2 separate regions of the Macaca mulatta genome follow, and region 2 is linked to region 1. A link is a contact called in public Hi-C data. All regions are on one chromosome and are shown on one strand. The core of a region is the stretch at or near the end of the contact, and the rest is flanking DNA. Distances in the headings are between cores, read along the strand shown. Region 1 holds the start of MOSPD3 (motile sperm domain containing 3). Region 2 holds the start of GNB2 (G protein subunit beta 2).

What was found. A called contact is a pair of places that touch in the nucleus more often than the background predicts.
Region 2: a Hi-C map of fetal cortex germinal zone shows a contact between it and region 1, with 2.2 times the contacts expected there. The contact joins the promoter of GNB2 here to the promoter of MOSPD3 in region 1. A contact is called at or near these places in 5 of 14 Hi-C or Micro-C datasets (CD4 T cells, blood, cortical neurons and 2 more).

Annotation. Positions count from the first base shown.
Region 1 is chr3:47,816,734-47,823,263 of T2T-MMU8v2.0, forward strand. It overlaps MOSPD3 (motile sperm domain containing 3), which reads left to right and starts at 3,421. Exons shown (of 6, transcript XM_077996398.1): 1 at 3,421-3,474; 2 at 3,979-4,246; 3 at 4,455-4,530; 4 at 4,746-4,975; 5 at 6,134-6,298; 6 at 6,420-6,530. The coding sequence starts at 4,042. The coding sequence ends at 6,451.
Region 2 is chr3:47,878,479-47,885,008 of T2T-MMU8v2.0, forward strand. GNB2 (G protein subunit beta 2) reads left to right here and starts at 4,119. Exons shown (of 10, transcript XM_077996420.1): 1 at 4,119-5,702; 2 at 6,417-6,530. The coding sequence starts at 6,506.

The DNA of each region.
Region 1 (6,530 bases), core at 2,171-4,670:
GCAGATCACTTGAGGTCAGGAGTTTGAGACCAGCCTGGCCAACATGGTGAAAGCCCGTCTCTACTAAAAATACAAAAAAATTTAGCTGGGCATGGTTGCCAGCGCCTGTTACTCAGGAGACTGAGGCAAAAGAATTGCTTGAACTCAAGAGGTGGAGACTGCAGTGAGCTGAGATCATGCCATTGCACTCCAACCTAGGCAACAGAGTGAGACTCCGTCTCAAAAAATAATGTAACATAAAAAAGAAAAGAACATATGTCGCTGTTTGTTTTTTGTTTTTGTTTTTTTTGAGACAGAGTTTCACTCTTGTTGCCCAGGCTGGAGTGCAATGGTGTAATCTCGGCTCACTGCAAACTCTGTCTCCTGGGTTCAAGTGATTTGCCTGCCTCAGCCTCCCGACTAGCTGGAATTACAGGGGTGCATCACCACGCCTGGCTAATTTTTTTTTTTTTTTTTTTTTTTTTTTTTTTTTTTGAGACAGAGTCTCGCTCTGTCGCCCAGGCTGGAGTGCTGTGGCCGGATCTCAGCTCACTGCAAGCTCCGCCTCCCGGGTTCCCGCCATTCTCCTGCCTCAGCCTCCCGAGTAGCTGGGACTACAGGCGCCCGCCACCTCGCCCGGCTAGTTTTTTGTATTTTTTAGTAGAGACGGGGTTTCACCGTGTTAGCCAGGATGGTCTCGATCTCCTGACCTCCTGATCCGCCCGTCTCGGCCTCCCAAAGTGCTGGGATTACAGGCTTGAGCCACCGCGCCCGGCCGACGCCTGGCTAATTTTGTATTTCTAATAGAGACAGGGCTTCTCCACGTTGGTAAGGCTGGTCTCAAACTCCCAACCTCAGGTGATTCACCCCACCTTGGCCTCCCAAAGTGCTAGAATTGCAGGCATGAACCACCACGCCTGGCCGATATGTCACATCTTGTCCCTCCTTTACTCAAAACTTTCCCGTAGTTTCCCAAGTCTTACCAAGGGTTCAAGGCCCTATATCATCTGCATTCTCTCTCCTGCCTCACAGCTTCATGTCTTTTTTTTTTTTTTTTTTTTTTTTTTTTTTTTTTTGAGACAGAGTCTCACTCTGTCGCCCAGGCTGGAGTGCAGTGGTGCGATCTCGGCTCACTGCAAGCTCCGCCTCCTGGGTTTACGCCATTCTCCTGCCTCAGCCTCCTGAGTAGCTGGGACTACAGGCGCCCGCCACCGCGCCCGGCTAATTTTTTGTATTTTTAGTAGAGATGGGGTTTCACCGTGGTCTCGATCTCCTGACCTTGTGATCCGCCCGCCTCGGCCTCCCAAAGTGCTGGGATTACAGGCGTGAGCCACCGCGCCCGGCCACAGCTTCATGTCTACTGTCTCCTGTGTATCATCTGTTCCAGCCACATTGGCAACTTCACAGTTTGTTGCCCCCTTTTTTTTTTTTTGAGACGGAGTCTCGCTCTGTCGCCCAGGCTGGAGTGCAGTGGCGCTATCTCGGCTCACTGCAACCTCCACCTCCCGAATTCGAACGATTCTCCTGCCTCAGCCTCCTGAGTAGCTGGGACTACAGGTACATGCCACCACGCCCGGCTAATTTTGTATTTTTAGTAGAGACGGGGTTTTACTATGTTGGTCAGGCTGATCTCGAATTCCTGACCTCGTGATCCGCCTGCCTTGGCCTCCCAAAGTGCTGGAATTACAGGCATGAGCCACCACACCCGGCCTTGTGGTCCATTTCTAGTACACTTCTGTTTTAGGCCTTTGCTGTTTCCTCTATCCAGAATTCTCTGCCATAGATATATCTCATGGCTCACTTCCTAAATCCAGTCAGATCTCTGCTCAAAGTTCATCCTAGTCACTCATTCATTTGTTCATTCCAAATAGCAGGCACTGTCATAAGTGCTAAAGATACAACAGAAAACTAAACAAAGTCCCTGCTCTTGTGGAAAGGGAAGAACATTCTACTGGAGGAGAAACAATAAAATAGGAGGTCATGTATCACTATAAGTGCTCTTAAAAAAAAAAAAAAAACAAATGAAATTAGCCAGGTGTGGAGGCACACGCCTGTAGTCCCAGCTACTCAGAAGGCTGAGGCGGGAGGATCGGTTGAGCCCAACCAAGCAGGTGGAGACTGCAGGGAGCTATGATTGCACCACTGCCCTCCAGCCTGGGTGACAGAGCAAGACTGTCTCAAAAAAAGAAAGAAAGAAAGAAAGAAAATGTAAAAGAGAACATGGGAATTCTACATAACATGTTCAGAGGAGACTTTCCGTTAAGATCAATTTTGTCTTTGTTCCACCGCTAACTGGGTGCCCCGAGAGACTCAGATTCTTCACCTTATCCAGGCTGTAAAAGGAGTTGAAGATTCGATGCAATTAAAGTGGAAGGTTTAGCAAATCCTTTTTAAAAATACATAATTACTCGAACAACATGGGTTTGAAATTAGCAAATCTTAATTCCCCGTGCAAATGTGAGTGATTTCCCACGTCCCTTACAGGAAGGTGAGAAACAGGAGGTGAGACTCAGGCTGGAGTCCCAGATGGGAGGAGCCTCCAACCAGTCCCATAGAAAACAGACTTTGGGCCTGGGGGAGGGACAGTGGCTCTCATGCACTTTGGGAGGCTTAAGTGGGAGGATCGCTTGGGCCCAGGAGTTCGAGACCTGCCTGCACAACATAGCCAGATCGTCTCTACAAAAAATTACAAAAATTACCCGGGTGTGGTGGTGCGCACCTGTAATCCCACCTACTCGGAGGCTGGGGCAGGAGAATCCCTTGAACCCAGGAGTTGGAGGCTGCAGTGAGCAATGATCGCACCACTGCACTCAAGCCTGGGCGACAGAGAGGCCGGGCACGGTGGCTCATGCCTGTAATCGCAGCACTTTGAGAGACTGAGGCGAGTGGATCGCCTGAGGTCAGGAGTTCGAGACCAGCCTGACCAACATGGTGAAACCCTGTCTCTACTAAAAATACAAAGAATTACCCGGGCGTGGTGGCACACGCCTATAATCCCAGCTACTCTGGAGGCTGGGACAGGAGAATCGCTTGAACCCTGGAGGCGATGGTTGCAGTGAGCCGAGATTGCACTCTAGCCTGGGCGACAGCGCGAGACTTCGCCTCAAAAAAAAAAGGCAAAAAAGAAAACAGGCTTGGTTCCTGCAGAGGCTTCCAAGGGAGCCTGGAATTGAAGAGGAGGAAAAAGGCTTCCCGGTGGGAGATTGACTTGGACCGTCTCAAGAATAGGGAGGAAGAAAAAAAGCCCAACTCGAAACCCCGCCCCCGGTTCCCTGAGTTACTTCAGGACCAGGAAAACTGTTACGTCACCGGAATCTAGCCAATCGCAGACGACAGAAGGAGGGCGTTCTGTTTGGTCTTTCAGCACACCAATCGGCGTACAGTTACGGCAGAAACAAAGACGCCCTGGCCAATGACAGAGGCCGTACGGCGGAAGTATACAAAAGGACTCCCGGGAACATGGCATCATTAGTCTGACCACAAGCTGACTGTCAGGTGCTTTGATCACAAGGCAGGCATCCTAGCGCAAGCCGCCGTTTTGAGGCAGAAGCCCGACGGGGCCCGTGTCCGAGATTAGGGAGGGGCCGGAAACGCAAACACAGGTCTCCCAGGAAGCAGGAGGCGTCACAGGTAGCTCCGCGGGCGGCCGCTGCAGCCCGCGGAGTTTGGCCAGAGAGAGGAGGAGGGCGTCCGGAAACGCCCGGAAGGGGCGAGGCCAGCGGCGGGGCGGGGCTTATGGAGATCGCTAGCTGGGCCTGAGGAGAAGACCGGGTTGGGAGCTGCGAGGGGCCGGGTTTAGCGGGGTGGGCGTGGCCGTCGAGGTGGGGCTTGGCGGGTCCGAAGGAACCTGGGGCAGAGCTGGAAGAGGGAAGGTCTTGGGGGCCCTAGGCCTGGGTCTGCGGGAGTCCCATCTAGCGGGATTCCGAGGCGGCGGCGGCGTCAGTCCAGGCCCTGGCCCGGGAGCTCATCTTGTCCCCTTTCGCCCCTCACGCCCCCCAGCTCTCGACTCTAGGCCCTGTCCCCTGAGCTCTGCCCTCGGATGTCCGACCGCCCGGAGCCTGCATGCGCCGTGGGGCGCCCCAGGACCAGGAGCTGGTGGGTCCGGGGCCCCCTGGGCGGGGGTCCCGGGGCGCCCCTCCTCCCTTGGGACCCGTTGTCCCGGTTCTGGTCTTTCCCCCGGATCTAGTATTCAGGGCGGACCAGCGGAGCGGACCCCGACAGCTGCTGACCCTCTATAACCCCACAGGAACTGCGCTTCGATTCCGAGGTAAAGGGATCGGCGCCTCGTGCAAGGGATCTGGGGGCTGGTGGCCGGGCACTGGGGGGCTGTGTTGGCTGGAGGAGTCAGATGGGTAGGGTTGGACGTCCAGCTTTGGTGGACTGGGAAAGTCATGTCCAGCCTGCCGGGCAGAAGGCAGAGGGGACTCAAATGACCCACATGGCAGGGCTTGTCTGTGTGTGTCTCTGTCCCCCAGTCCTGTGCACAGCACCTGCCAAATACACGGTGTTTGACGCAGAGGGATATGTGAAGCCTCAGTCTTGCATTGACATGTGAGTGAGCTGGGAGGGTGGGGAGGCTTATGGAAGCCAGAGGTCGCTGCCACCTGTTGTCTGAGGTCTGAGACCTTGCCCTCTTTCACCTGTTTGCCCTACCCTCTGTCTGTGCCCCTAAAGGAGAGACTTCTGGGGGGGAGGCTCAGATTTCCTAGGATTACTGCCTCTCACTCGTTTCACCCCAATGGGCTTCTCTCCTACCTTGGGACCAGTGTGATTCGCCATGTGGCACCCATTCCCAGCCACTATGATGTCCAGGACCGCTTCCGTATTGAGCTGTCTGAGGAAGGAGCTGAGGGCCGCGTGGTGGGACGCAAGGACATTACCTCTGTTCTGAGAGCCCCAGCGTACCCCCTTGAGCTTCAGGGACAGCCGGATCCAGCGCCTCACCCAGGGCCTCCTGCTGGGACACCACCACCCACGGCCAGACACTTCCAGGAACGTGAGTTGGGAGACGGGGATCTTGAGTTCTGTAGGGAGGCAGGAACTAGCATCTCCCTAGAGATGAGATAAACTGGATTTGAAGAGTAAGTCTCCTGGTTCAGTCTTTTGTCTTTTGGTGGAAACATTCCTCCGAGTTGAGATTTTATATCAGGTGAGAGGGAAAAAGACTTACAGCTTCCTCAGTTTCTGACTTCTACTTAGAGGAAAAAGTTCTTCCTTGACTGTAACCGCAGTACTTCCTATCGTGTTGTAGCTCAGTTCAGTTCAATAAGAAACCTGTATTGAGCAATTAACCCTGTACCAACTTGTGTACTGGGTTTGAGATCAAGAGAGGTCCCTGCGTGTCAGGTCCACAGAAGAGAGAAAATGAATGCTAAGGGACTAGAGGAGAGAGTTTCTTGTGGTGGTGGGGACAGAGGCTCTAGGAAGGAGAGGACACTTGCAGTGTACCCTTGGAGGGCAGTAAAAAGTAGATACAAGCCGGGCACTGTGGCTCAAGCCTGTAATCCCAGCACTTTGGGAGGCCGAGACGGGCGGATCACGAGGTCAGGAGATCGAGACCATCCTGGCTAACACGGTGAAACCCCGTCTCTACTAAAAAATACAAAAAACTAGCCGGCCGAGGTGGTGGGCGCCTGTAGCCCCAGCTACTTGGGAGGCTGAGGCAGGAGAATGGCGTAAACCCGGGAGGCGGAGCTTGCAGTGAGCTGAGATCCCACCACTGCACTCCAGCCTGGGTGACAGAGCAAGACTCCGTCTCAAAAAAAAAAAAAGTAGATACAGGGCATGGTGGCTCACGCCTATAATCCCACTGCTTTGGGAGGCTGAGGTGGTGGGAAGATTGCTTGAGGCCAGGAGTTCAAGATCAGCTTGGGCAACATAGCAAGACCTTCTACAAGCAACTGAAAAATGAGCCAGGCATGGTAGCATGAACCCATAGTCCCAGCTACTCAGGAGGCTGAGGCAGGAGGATCACTTGAAGCCAAGAGTTCCAGACCAGCCTGGGCAACGTAATGAGACTCCATCTCTACAAAAAATAAAAGATAATTAAAAAAAAAAAAAAAGTAGATACATCTTCCTTGTTCAGGCTTCTCCCTGGAGGACCTGGGCTGGGCAGGAGTGGGGACTGCAGCATCTGACGAATCTTGTTTCTCAGACCCCCGCCAGCAACTGGCCACCAGCTCCTTCCTCCTCTTCTTGCTGACGGGGATTGTCTCCGTGGCCTTCCTGCTGCTCCCACTCCAGGACGAACTCAGCAGCCAGCTGCCTCAAGTCCTGCACGTCTCCCTGGGACAAAAGTTGGTGGCCGCCTATGTCTTGGGTGAGGACAGTAGTGGCTGGGGACCCAGGACCCAGGAAAAAGGGAGAAGGGACAGGAGGAGCGCTAACAAGAGTCCCAGGGCTGCCCATGCGACCCTGTTCTTTCTTTGTCCCCCCTCCAGGCCTCCTCACCATGGTGTTCCTCCGGACCTGAGCTCCCTGCTCAACCCCCAGCCCACCCCACCTCACCCTCCCTGGGCAGGGTCTTAAGGCAGCCACTGTGATGCTCATAC
Region 2 (6,530 bases), core at 2,869-5,368, 62 kb after region 1:
TTCTTTTTTCATTTTCCCTTTGGCATGTTTACTATTCCCTGCCCCACCAGGCAGGGAATTCTGAGTGTGTGAGTGTGTGCACCCCTTACAAAGACGACTACTATGTTACTAACATATTGGATTTGGAAAAAACAATTGTAGGCTGGGCGCGGTGGCTGACGTTGGTAATCCCAGCACTTTGGGAGGCCGAGGTGGGCGGATCACGAGGTCAGGAGTTCAAGACCAACCTGGCCAACATGAAACCCCATCTCTACTAAAAATGTAAAAATTAGCCAGGCATGGTGGCACGCTCCTGTAATCCCAGCTACTTGGGAGGCTGAGACAGGAGATTCGCTTGAACCCAGGAGGCAGAGGGTGTAGTGAGCTGAGATTGTGCCATTGCACTCCAGTTCTGGGTGACAGAGCAAGACTGGGTCTCAGGGAAAAAAAAAAAGAAAAAGAAAAAACAATTGTTTTTGAAAAACGATTTGTGGCCGGGCGCGGTGGCTCAAGCCTGTAATCCCAGCACTTTGGGAGGCCGAGACGGGCGGATCATAAGGTCAGGAGATCGAGACCATCCTGGCTAACCCGGTGAAACCCCGTCTCTACTAAAAAATACAAAAACTAGCCGGGCGAGGTGGCGGGCGCCTATAGTCCCAGCTACTGGGGAGGCTGAGGCAGGAGAATGGCGTGAACCCGGGAGGCGGAGCTTGCAGTGAGCTGAGATCTGGCCACTGCACTCCAGCCTGGGCAACAGAGCGAGACTCCGTCTCAAAAAAAAAAAAAAAAAAAAAAAAAAAGAAAAACGATTTGTAATGTCTTTCACAGAGACTAAATGAACAGTATGTTTTGATACTTTTTAAAAAATAATTTTGTCTTTTTAGATTCTGATTCATGTGCACATGAATGTACCCATGTACATGGTTGTATCTCATGATGCTGAAGTTTGGGGTACAATTGATCCCATCACCCAGGGTACAGTACCCAATAGGTAGTTTTTCAACCCTTCCCGCCTCTAGTAATCCCCCGTGTCTACTGTTCCCATCTTTATGTTCATAAGTACCCAATGTTTAGCTCCTACTTATAAGTGAGAACATGCAGTATTTGGTTTTCTGTTCCTGCATTAATCCACTTAGGATAAAAGCCTCTAGCTGCATCCATGTTGCTGCAAAGGACATGATTTCTTCTTTTTTTTCTTTTCTTTTACCTCGCCTCCCCTCTCGTCCCCTCCCGTCCCCTCCCTCCCCCTCCCTTCCCTCCCTCCGCCCCTTTTCTTTCTTTACTTCTTTCTTCCTTCCTTCCCTTTCTTCCCTTCCCTCCCGTCTTGCTTCCTTCCTTCCCTTCCCTCTCGTCTTTTTCTTTCTCTCTTTCTTTTCTTTCTTTCTCTTCCTTCCTTCCTTCCTTCCCTTCCCTCTCGTCTTTTTCTTTCTCTCTTTCTTTTCTTTCTTTCTCTTCCTTCCTTCCTTTCCTTTCCCTCCCTCTCTCTCTTTCTTTCTTTCTTTTCTGCATCCATGTTGCTGCAAAGGACATGATTTCTTCTTTTTACTCTTTCTTTTCTTTTTTGCTTTCCTTCCCTTCCTTCCTTCCTTTTCTTTTCTTTCTTTTACTTTCTTTTCTCCTTTCATCTTTCTTTCTTCTTTTTTTTCTTGAGTCAAAGTCTTGCTCTGTTGCCCAGGCTGGAGTGCAGTGAGTGGTGTGATTTTGGCTCACTACAACCTCCACCTCCCGTGTTCAAGCAATTCTCCTGCCTCAGCCTCCCCCAGTAGCTGAGATTACAGGCCCGTGCCACCACACCCGGCTAATGTTTGTATTTTTAGTAGAGACAAGGTTTCACCATATTGGCCAGGCTCGTCTCAAACTCCTGACCTCAAGTGATCTGCCCACCTTGGCCTCTCACAGTGTTAGGATTACAGGTGTGAGCCTCATCTTGTTCTTTCTTATGGCTGCGTGTTTTTATACTTTCAAATTACAAGGACTCAGTGAAGGCTATTCATTGCCTTGAACTTCCCAAAGCAGTTCCACAATCAATCGGGTTCTCAGTAAGAATCCGAGACTTGCAGGGAAAATGCTGTCAGTACCCCCATTTAACAGATGTGGAAACTGAGGCCTAGACCTACATTCTTGTCCCTTTACAGACAAAGTCCCTGGAGGAGGGGGTTCATCTAGAGGCTCGTACAGATATACTGGAATGTAAAGTTTTGGCTGCCTGGGTTCATACCTAAACTCTGCAGCCTCAGGTCTCTTTCCACTACTAGAAGATGGGGAGAAGGCTGGGTGCTGTAGCTCACGCTTGTAATCTCAGCATTTTGGGAGGCTGAGGCGGGCACATCACCTGAGGTCAGGAGTTTGAGAGCAGCCTGGCCGACATGGTGAAACCTCGTCTCTACTAAAAATACAAAAAAAAAAAAAAAAAAAAAAAAAATAGCTGGGCAGGGTGGCGGGCACCGTAATCCCAGCTACTCCAGAGGCTGAGGCAAGAGAATTGCCTGAACCCAGGAGGCAGAGGTTGCAGTGAGCCTAGATCATGCCACTGCACTGCAGCCTGGGCGATAGAGTGAGACCCTGTCTCCAAAAAAAAAAAAAAAAAAAAAAACAGGCTGGGCGCAGTGACTCACGCCTGTAATCCCAGCACTTTGGGAAGCAGAGGCGGACGGATCACCTGAGGTCAGGAGTTCGAGATCAGCCTGGACAATACGGTGAAACCCCGTCTCTATTAAAAATACAAAATTAGCCAGGCGTGGTGGCACATGCCTGTAATCCCAGCTACTCGGGAGGCTGAGGCAGGAGAATCGCTTGAATCTGGGAGGCGGAGGATGCAGCGAGCCGAGATCGTGTCATGCACTCCAGCCTGGGCAACAAGAGTAAATCTCCGTCTCACCAAAAAAAAAAAAAAAAAAAAAAAGAAAGAAAGAAAGAAAATGGAGAGAATGTTAGCACTTAATTTCCCAGAATTGTGAGACTTAACATATGTCAGCCTGGGCAGCATAGGGAGACCCCACCTCTACCAAAAATTTAAAAATTAGCCGGGCATGGTGGCTGGGGCATGCCTGTGGTCCCAGGTACCAGGGAAGCTGAGGCAGGAAGATCACTTGAGCCCAGGAGATGGAGGTGGCAGTGACCTACCATCACGTTACTGTACTCCAATTAAAAAATAAGTGTGGGGCCAGGCGCGGTGGCTCACGCCTGTAATCCCAGCACTTTGGGAGGCCGAGACAGACGGATCACGACGTCAGGAGATGGAGACCATCCTGGATAACACGGTGAAACCCCGTCTCTACTAAAAATACAAAAAATTAGCCGGGTGTGGTGGCGGGCGCCTGTAGACCCAGCTACTTGGGAGGCTGAGGCAGAAGAATCGCTTGAACCCAGAAGGCGGAGGTTGTAGTGAGTAGAGATCGCACTCCAGCCTGGGAGACAGACTCCGTCTCAAAAAAAAAGTGTGGAACTCAATAAATATGAGTTGTTATTACAGTGGCAAGCCCTGAAAGGGGGTCTACAAAAGCCCAGTGGGCGAGGCTGAGGAAATGCCTGGGCACGACCCTTCTCATGGCATTCCCGGGGCGCCCGCATCAGCCCGTACCCACTCACGCTCGGGGACTTTCTCGGAATCGCGCTTCTTCTTCCAGCCGCCTCAAGGCGGGCCCCGTCCAGCTCTCTTTAGCTCCGCCCCCTGATGAGGGGGCGTGGCCTCCACAGGGCCGGGGCGTGGCCCAACCGGGAAATGGGGCGTCGAACTCCCCTTCCCAGTCTAGAGCCACCCAATCAAGGCGGGGCGGGAGACCGATCACGTGACCCGCAAGCGGTCTCACCCTCCTCATGTGCCAGTACCACCTCCTCCAGTCCCAGAGGGGGGATGTCTTACTCCTTTCCGGGAAGCAAACCCTTTGAGTACGGTTTGCGTCCACATAGCGTGAGGGTGAGATCCTTGGGAGCCACTGGGACCGTCTTTGCCCCCTCGGTGGGGTTTTGTCTCCTGGCTTCCCCCAAGTGCGAGGCGTTGGTCTCGCCCAGCCGGGTCTTGGGCGCGGCGGCGGCAGCCGCGTCACTGGCGGGCGGGATCCCTCCGCTCTGGGGAGGCAGCGCTGGCGGTGGGGTTGGGGCCACTGAGGAAATCCATCCGCGCCGCCGCCGCCTCCGCCGCGGAGGAAGACAGCGCCGCCCGCGCGCCGCCAGCGACCCCGCCGCAGAGTCCCACCGCCACAGGTACCTCCGCTGGCAAAAGGAGTCCTCGCGCCCCCCAGCCCCAATTTCCCGCAGGGGAACCTCTCTTCCTTCGGTCTCCCCGGGCTGGCCTCCTGGGAGCGGACGTAACTCCCCAGACCTCCCCTCCCTTCCTATCTGGCCCCGTCGCTCCCAAACCCGGAAGGGGAACTGGGGGGGACCCTCGCCCCCCACGGTGTGTGCACTTCCCCGCACCATCAGCGAAGTTTTTGCCCGACCCCAGACCCCAGCCCAGCCCCGACTGCCTCTTGCTCCCTTGGAAGTTGGGGGGCTAAATTCGGGGCTTCCTCTAGGCCCCGCCCCGCCCCCTTTCCCCACCGCCACCCTCCCGCCTGCCCCTGGGGAGCACCCCTCGTGTCCTCCACTGTCGCACCCCTGCCGGCCCTCGCCTTGCACAACCCCAAAATCGGGGAGAAGCAGGCAAGGCCGCGCGCCACCCTTCCTTTAGTCTCCACCCTACCCCCGATTTGGGTTCTGCTCGTGGTTTCTGGCCCCACTCCCCGAAACCGGAGCCCTCGGCGCCCTATTCCCTTTACAGATCCCCACCCGAAGCCCAGCTCCCAGGCACCCGCCCCCCGCCCAGCTTTCTTTTGGGCAAAATGGAGGTCGTGGGGGCTGGAGGGCCAGGCCCACTGCGCTTCGCAGCGCCGCACCAGCCCGCGCCTTCCAGCTGCGAGATCCAGGGACCCTCCCGTCACCTCTCCTGGGCCCCGCCAGACCTGCGGAGGCGGTGGCACCCCCATTTCTCTATGGGACCCTGGCTGCTATATCCCTGGAATCTGGGGGCTGCTGAGGGCCCTGCGGGGTGATGGGGACCGAGGGCTGAGAGCGTCGCCCCCGCCCCCAGTTTCTTTCTCCAGCCCTGCTTCCTTCTGCCCTGGGCCTCCGGTGGTGCCGCCAGGCCTGGGCTGCTAGTAGCTGGAAGAGGCTTTGTGCGGGCCTGGGGGTTGGGTGAAGTAAGGAGTTCTGCCTGCGCCCCCCACACCCCGATTTTGAGGGTCACCCCCTGGCACTGGCGTAGAAAGCTGAACTTACAAGGAGGGGAAATGTCAGTGGGGAATAGGAACGCCCTGTGCCTGGGGGAAGTGGGAGCTGGGTGGGGGACGCCTGGGTCGGCCGAGTGCAGTGTGTACGGCCGGATCGCACAGGTGTCCCGCGGGTGGGGAAGGACTCAGGCGCCCGGAGCGGAGCCAGCCAAGCCTCTGGGGCCCGGGCGCGAGCCCGCTGGCTGGGCCCCCCAGGTGTCCAGGGCGCCGGGGCCAGGCCGCCTGGGGCCTCCCGCCCGCGCCTGGGAGAGAGCAGCTCCGCGCCTCGGGGCCGGGGACCTCGTTGCGGAGCCGTAATTACTCGAGAGCGGCTCCCACGGGCTTTCTGCGGGCGCGGCGGGGCGGGCGGTCTCTGCGCTGGAGGGAGCAGCGGCTCGGGGCTGCCTTCCCCGCCGTTGTCACCCCCACCCGCGGCGGACGGCTAATGGGGCGCAGCCGGAGCAGGGATTATCCGGGGTGAGCTGTCCAGAACCTATTAGCTCCCAATCGGCTTTTCCCAAATCCTGTAAACAGCCACCCGGGCCGGTTCTGGGGAGGGGCGGGAGCCTGGGTCGGGCGGGGGCGATGGGGCCGGGGGTGGGGTCACCCACCCTACAGGTCTCAGCCGTGGATGCGGTTGCCTTGGCAACGGGGCTAGGGTGGGGGCATTTCACCAATGAGGTGCTCTCGGTCCGGGTGACGGTTGCCTAGGCAACCCCACGAACAGCCTAGCTTCCCCCTCTGGTCGCTCCCCCCCACCCGCCACCGTCGAAGCTGGGGGTGTGTGTGGAGGGTGTGCGCCTTGTGGGGTGAATTTCAAGAGGCACCTCCCCTTTTAAAATTAGGTGCTTGGGGGGCGGTGCCGGTGCGGGCTGGGGCAGACGCCAGGTCTGTTTTCGAAGGGACACCCCCCCCCCCCAGTTCCTGCCGCGGGTGTCCCGCCCGGGCTGTGTCCGAGGGAGGGGTTTCCCCTGCGCTTCCTCTTGCACTTCCCGCTCCGTTTCCGGGGGGCGGGAGGAAGATTGGGGAAGTCGGCTCTTACTCGGCGACGTCTCGGTTGCCGGAGACCCTGGTTGTGCCGCCGCCCCTCCCCCCTCCCCTTGCTTACCCCTTCCGGGCCGTGCTGCAACCCCGCCTTTCCCCCCACTTCCCCGGCGGCCTCGGGCCTGACGTCAGCCCTGCATCCCCCAGGCCTCGGGCCAGCGGCCAGGAGCTGCCTCCCCCAGCCCCCGTCCCGCGGCCCCCAGCCGCCCCCAACCCCGCCCCACGGGCCCGGCGCCATGAGTGAGCTGGAGCAACTGAGAC